Linked DNA regions of Ovis aries: region 1 is linked to region 2. Evidence: chromatin contacts called from public Hi-C data. All regions are on one chromosome and are shown on one strand. The core of a region is the stretch at or near the end of the contact, and the rest is flanking DNA. Distances in the headings are between cores, read along the strand shown. Region 1 overlaps SLC28A1 (solute carrier family 28 member 1). Region 2 overlaps WDR73 (WD repeat domain 73).

Region 1 (2,700 bases), core at 108-2,607, 270 kb before region 2:
CCATCCCAGGAGCTCTCACTCTTGTACAATTGATCGAGGAACATCCGTGGCCACCCCTCAACCCATGACGTGTTCACAGCCTGAGGTACACATCTGGGTCTCCTCTCACAGTGGTCCCCAGCCAGAGGAGTAGGTAAGGAGACCAGTTCCTGGGCCTAGAGAGAGAGCTCGCAGCTGCTTTAGAGTTTTTTGGGCAAACACGCTAAAAAGGGACATGTGTGTAGAGGTCACAATGAAAGGATTCATTGAGGTCCCTTGGGACTTCAGACCAAGTCTAGACCAGTGTCATTTGATAGAAATATAATGGAAAGCACACCTGTGATTTAAGTTTTCTAGCAAGTGGTCTAGTGGTTAAGAATCCACTGTCAATGCCAGGGTTCAATCCCCAGTCGTGGAAGATCCCACATGATTCAGGGCAACTAAGCCAGAGCACCACAGCTACTGAGCCTGTGCTCTAGAGTCCATGATCTGAAACCAGAGAAGCCCCCACACTGCAACAGAGAGAAGCCCCTGCTCGCCACAACTAGAGAAAGCCCTTGCTCAGCAACAAAGATCCAGCGGAGTCAAAAACAAATACATAAAAATAAATCTTTCTTTAAAGGTAAAAAGAAATAGATGAAATTAATTTTGATGATGTATTTAATTTAACCCAATATATCTGACATATCATTTACCCATGTAGTCAATGGAAGACTTACCAATGAAGTAAAAAAAGAAAAGTATAAAAACAAAAAACGAAAAAAAAATTTATCAATGAAGTAAAGTGGAGTATTAATCCTTCAGTTGTGTCCAACTCTTTGCGACCCCATGGACTATAGCCCACCAGGCTCCTCTGTCCATGGGATTCTCCAGGCAAGAATACTGGAGTGGGCTGCCATTCCCTTCTCCAGGGGATCTTCCCAACCCAGGAATCAAACCCAGGTCTCCTGCATTGCAGGCAGATTCTTTACCTTCTGAGCCACTAGGGAAGCCCTAGAACTTATCAATAAAACATATTAATTGATTTTTTCACACCAAGTCTCACAGACCTCATTTCAGACCAGCTACAGTTCAAGGTTCAACAGTAGTTAGTGGCTACTGACTCTGACTGACAGTGCAGGTCTAGAAATATCAGCTTTTAGCAACAGGAAGGTGCAGGAAGAGGGAACCCAGAAGTTGAGCATCAAAGAGAAAAGAAGAGAGAGAGTTGAGATCTCTCTGGAATTCAGGCGCTAAGGGCAGAGTCCAAAGACTCCATGAGGAACTGCCTGGAGGAGAGAGTAATAGGAGAGAGAGGAGAGAGTGGGATGGCAGGGCTGTGGGAGGAAGCGACTCCCGCCCCGTCCCGGGTTGCTGCAGTGGCAGCCAAGAGCCAGGTGGGGGCAGAAGAGATTTTCTCTGTGGCCAGACTGGAGGCAGATCCAGAGGTCTGAGGGGAGGAGGAAGGGGATGTGGCCTTTCAGCAGGCCAGCTAGGGTACTAGTTTGGGGCTTCCAGACCAGAGGCTGTGGATAGAGACCCGCAGCCACGTGCCTGATCTGGGCGGCCTCTGCATCTTCTGTGGAGCTAAAGGGGAGTGGGACCCCGGGCCTCTTCATTAGGGAGGCCGGCCTGCCTGGGGCTAGGCCTGGACTCTGGCTCAACCAAGAGAAAGAAAAGAGGCTGAGTTGTAAGACGATTGTGGGAAAGGGATAAGAGTTTTTCCAGTACTTTAGTCTTAAGTAATAGCAGCAACGCTCATGCTCATGTGGTAGAAAGAACACCATTCTTTCAACTGCCTGTGGGACCCAGGACAAAGTTAAGACATTTAAAGGCTCTAAGTTTCGAACTGCCCTGGGGGTTCAGTGGTTTAGAGTCTGCCTACCAATGCAGGGGACACCAGTTTGATTCCTGGCTCAGGAAAATTCCACATGCCATGCGGCAACTGAGCCCATGTACCACAATTACTGAAGCCCATGCACCTTAGATCCCGTGCTCCACAGCAAGAGAAGCCACTGCAATGAGAAGCCCCCACACCGAGATGAAGAGGACCCCCGCCCCCCACTAGCCACAACTAGAGAAAGCCAGTGTCCAGCAACAAAGACCCTGCACAGCCAAAAATAAATTATTTTAAAAAAAATTAGAAAGTCTTTAAGTCCTGAGGATAATAGGGAAGCCCCTCCCTCAACAGCCACCATGAAGAGTTTTGGGACGAAAGTCTTTAGTTTTCGTTTCTGAAATATCAAATTCCTTCCAAAATCAATTGATGGTGAGTTTCAGGGGAGGAGCAGGCATGCACCAGCTCTGATGGGCCTTTCCTAGGCCCAGGTGAGACAAGCTGTAAACCAGATGCTAACATTCTACATGGAACTTGCCAGGAGAAGACAAAGCCCCAGAGTGCAAGGGGCCTTCTTGAAAATCACGTGGCAGCAGCCATCCTGCCCAGACAGCTCTGTGAGTATGTGGGGCTGAGCCTCCCAGTGTGGCCTAGGTGTTCTGAGGGAAGGGAGCACCAAGGAGCGGGTTTCCCCATCCCCAAGGACACCGGAGAGAAAGACAAGTGGAATCTGGGACCAGAGAAGGGGACAGTTCAGGTCGTTCTGTCACCCCTGGCCCACTCAGGCACAGCATCAGGAGAGCCCGGGTGCTGGGAAAGGTAAGCTGCTGCTGTTGTTGTTCAGACACTCAGTCGTGTCCTACTCTTTGCGACCCCATGAACTGCAGCACACCAGGCTTCCCTGT
Region 2 (2,700 bases), core at 155-2,654:
GAAGAACCAACTCAGAGGCTTCCGAATGGCATGGCTATAAGCTGTCTGTGAAAGTGAAGTCGCTCCGTCATGTCTGACTTTGCACTCCCCCCATCCATGGGATTCTCCAGGCAAGAATACTGGAGTGGGTTGCCATTTCCTTCTCCAGGGGATCTTCCTGACCCAGGGATCAAACCCAGGCCTCCCGCGTTGCAGGCAGACACGCTACCGTCTGGGCCACCAGGGAAGCCACCAGGAAGAGTTCTCCAAGTTCCTTCCCCATACACAGCATAGACCTCGTGAAGGCACAGCTCCCCAGGCCTAGGTGCTGTCCAGGCCCCTGCAGGTAGGGGCTGTGGCTTCTCCTCTCAGCTCGGGGGCTGAGGAATCTGCTGAGGATGTCTTTAGATGAAGACATGTCTAACGGTGTCAGCCACCTGTCTCCTGAGGCTTCCACTGAAGGCTTCAGTCTGAGCGGCTCTTCCCGCCCCTCCCCCCACCGGTTGCCCGGATTTCTGGGCTTTGGTGGCTCAACAGCGCCCTCTCGTGGCCACGACTTTCCTTTCAATCCGGTAATACATTCGCTCAGTATCTCAGGTCTGGAGCCATTCTGACCCCTGAAGGAGGTTGCTTACAGCTGCTGTGACCTGTTCTGCTGGTTTAATCTTCAGACACAACCTTCTTGCTTTCTTCTTTTCAAATAATCTTTATTTATTTACTTTTGACTGCACTGGGTCTTAGTTGTGGCATGCGGGATCTGTGTTGCAGTGCCCAGGCTCAGTATTTTCGGTGCACGGGTTAGTTGTCCTGCAGCAAGTGAGATCTTAGTTCCTTGCCCAGGGAATGAACCCACATCCCCTGCATTAGAAGGCAGAGTCTTAACCACTGGACTCCCAGGGAAGTCTCCACTTTCTTTTATTGCCCAGTTCTTGGAGGTGACTCACAGTATCTTTTGCTTTGACTTCATAGTAATTTTTCCTTTCAGTTGGTTTGGTGAGGGTGGTGTGCTTTCGTAAAGGGGGTATTTTCCCCCGAGAGAGGGGAGGAGGAGGAGGAGGAACCTGCATTTCTTTCCTGTTGTTAACTGTGGAGTGACTGTCCAGTCAGCAGCTCCAAAGCTTTTGTCTTCCATTGCATCTTTGAAATCGGCCTTTGATGGCTTTCCCTCAGCTGCCTCCTTCCCTGCCGTCAGGGGACAGATCCCACCTGAGAACCCCTGGCTCTGAGCAGGTCCTGGGGGATCCCTGCCAGGCTCCCTGCAGTCTGTGGAAGGGGAAGAGGGAGCCATCTAAGTGAGGCCCGGGAGAGTCAGGCCGGCTGGGCTGTTTGAATCTCGGCCTCACTGGCGCCCCTAGAGACACTCTGGGCCTGAGGCTCAGCTGTTGTGTCTGCTTCGAGCCCCACCCCCCTGCAGTCCCTGGGGCAGCGCAGTTACATTCTGCAAGTCTGCACCAAGGGCACCGAGAGCCTGTGACTTGGGGAGCAGGGCCCAGGGGGCCTCTGCAGGCAGCTGGGCCTGGCCACGCCCTCTGTGATGTGTGTGTGTGTGTGTGTGTGTGTGTGTCTGTGTGTCTGTGTGTCTGTGTGTCTGTGTCTGTGTCTGTGGCCGGCCATCCCTTCTTCATCTAGAGTGTAAAAATACAGATCTCCATTTTCTTCAGAGAACCTGGAAACCAAACAGCGAGCCCTCTCTAGGAGCTAGAAAATGGAAAATGGGTGTCTCCCTTTAAGTAACAATAGCGTGTACAGCAAACTGCTTGTTCTGAACTGTTACGCATGGAGGTGGCAGAGGATGGGAACCTGCCTGCTGTCCAAGCAGGCTGAGGTGAACAGAGCTCGAGTCTGATTTAGCCTGAGGTCAAGTGTGTCGATGTTCAGTGTGAAAAAGACGTGGACTTTCTTGCCCTGTTTACATTTGAAGACATCTGTGTTGTACCCTTCACCTGCTAGGCTTCAGTAAACAGCTTGAGGTCACGGGACATGTTTTTGAAGAAATAATGTTACTTCGTGAACTCTTCCTGTTATAAACGACAGTGCCGGTGTGTTCTTTTCTCTTCCTTTATTTGTTCTCCACAAAACTATAAAAAGCCAGAGCTGCTTGGCGGGCCTGGATGTGGCCGCTGTCATTCATTCCCTCCGGTTTGGGAAACAGTCCATGAGACAAATCATAGAGAAATGGCAGTGCCCCTGACAGCTCCAGAGTCAGGAGCACAGTGCGGGGCTATTGCGTCTCCACATCTTCCCTCGCCGACAGTGAGCTCCTTCTCTCCCCTGACCTTCTGCCTGGCCCTTCCCATGCGATGTTGCAGACCTGCCTTAACATTCTGGACTTGAGCCTCTCCCGCTTCCCGCCAGATGTCATCAGAGCTGTCAGCACCATTGATGTGCACGAGAGCGAGGAGCCTCTTTGGCCCAGGGTGGCCGTTTTCCCATCAGTGGCACCCGGCATCCTCCATGGCACGAGGCTCAGCAGCCTGAAGGTGGTGGATCTGGACTCACAGAAGACCATGTACACCTCAGGTACCACAGTCCTTTCCAGCTCCTCCCCCCCCAGCCCTGCTCAGCCACACTGGAATCCAAATTCAGCCCTGCGTGCCCGCTGCTGTGGAAGTGAGGTGAATGAGAGGCGAGGCCTGGCCTCAGGGGCTCCTGTTTTGGGTGTGGGGAGGTGGTCCTGAGAGCAGCACCCAGCCAGCTGAGTGCACCTGCAAGATGGGGGGC

The links. Hi-C and Micro-C count contacts between places; a contact is called where the count stands out from the background.
Region 1: a Hi-C map of hypothalamus shows a contact between it and region 2, with 8 times the contacts expected there. The contact joins two enhancer-like sites. A contact is called at or near these places in 11 of 16 Hi-C or Micro-C datasets (blood, hypothalamus, liver and 5 more).

The regions. Positions count from the first base shown.
Region 1 is chr18:21,885,043-21,887,742 of ARS-UI_Ramb_v3.0, reverse strand. All of the region lies in intron 10 of SLC28A1 (solute carrier family 28 member 1), which reads right to left. Among named protein-coding and RNA genes, the nearest start is that of SLC28A1, 47 kb to the right of the region's middle. Within about 2 kb of position 1,357, at least 7 of the 54 cell types and tissues checked have an H3K27ac peak or open chromatin away from gene starts, as enhancers often do.
Region 2 is chr18:21,617,940-21,620,639 of ARS-UI_Ramb_v3.0, reverse strand. WDR73 (WD repeat domain 73) reads left to right here. Exons shown (of 8, transcript XM_004017765.5): 6 at 2,335-2,499. Among named protein-coding and RNA genes, the nearest start is that of WDR73, 8.4 kb to the left of the region's middle. Within about 2 kb of position 1,404, at least 6 of the 54 cell types and tissues checked have an H3K27ac peak or open chromatin away from gene starts, as enhancers often do.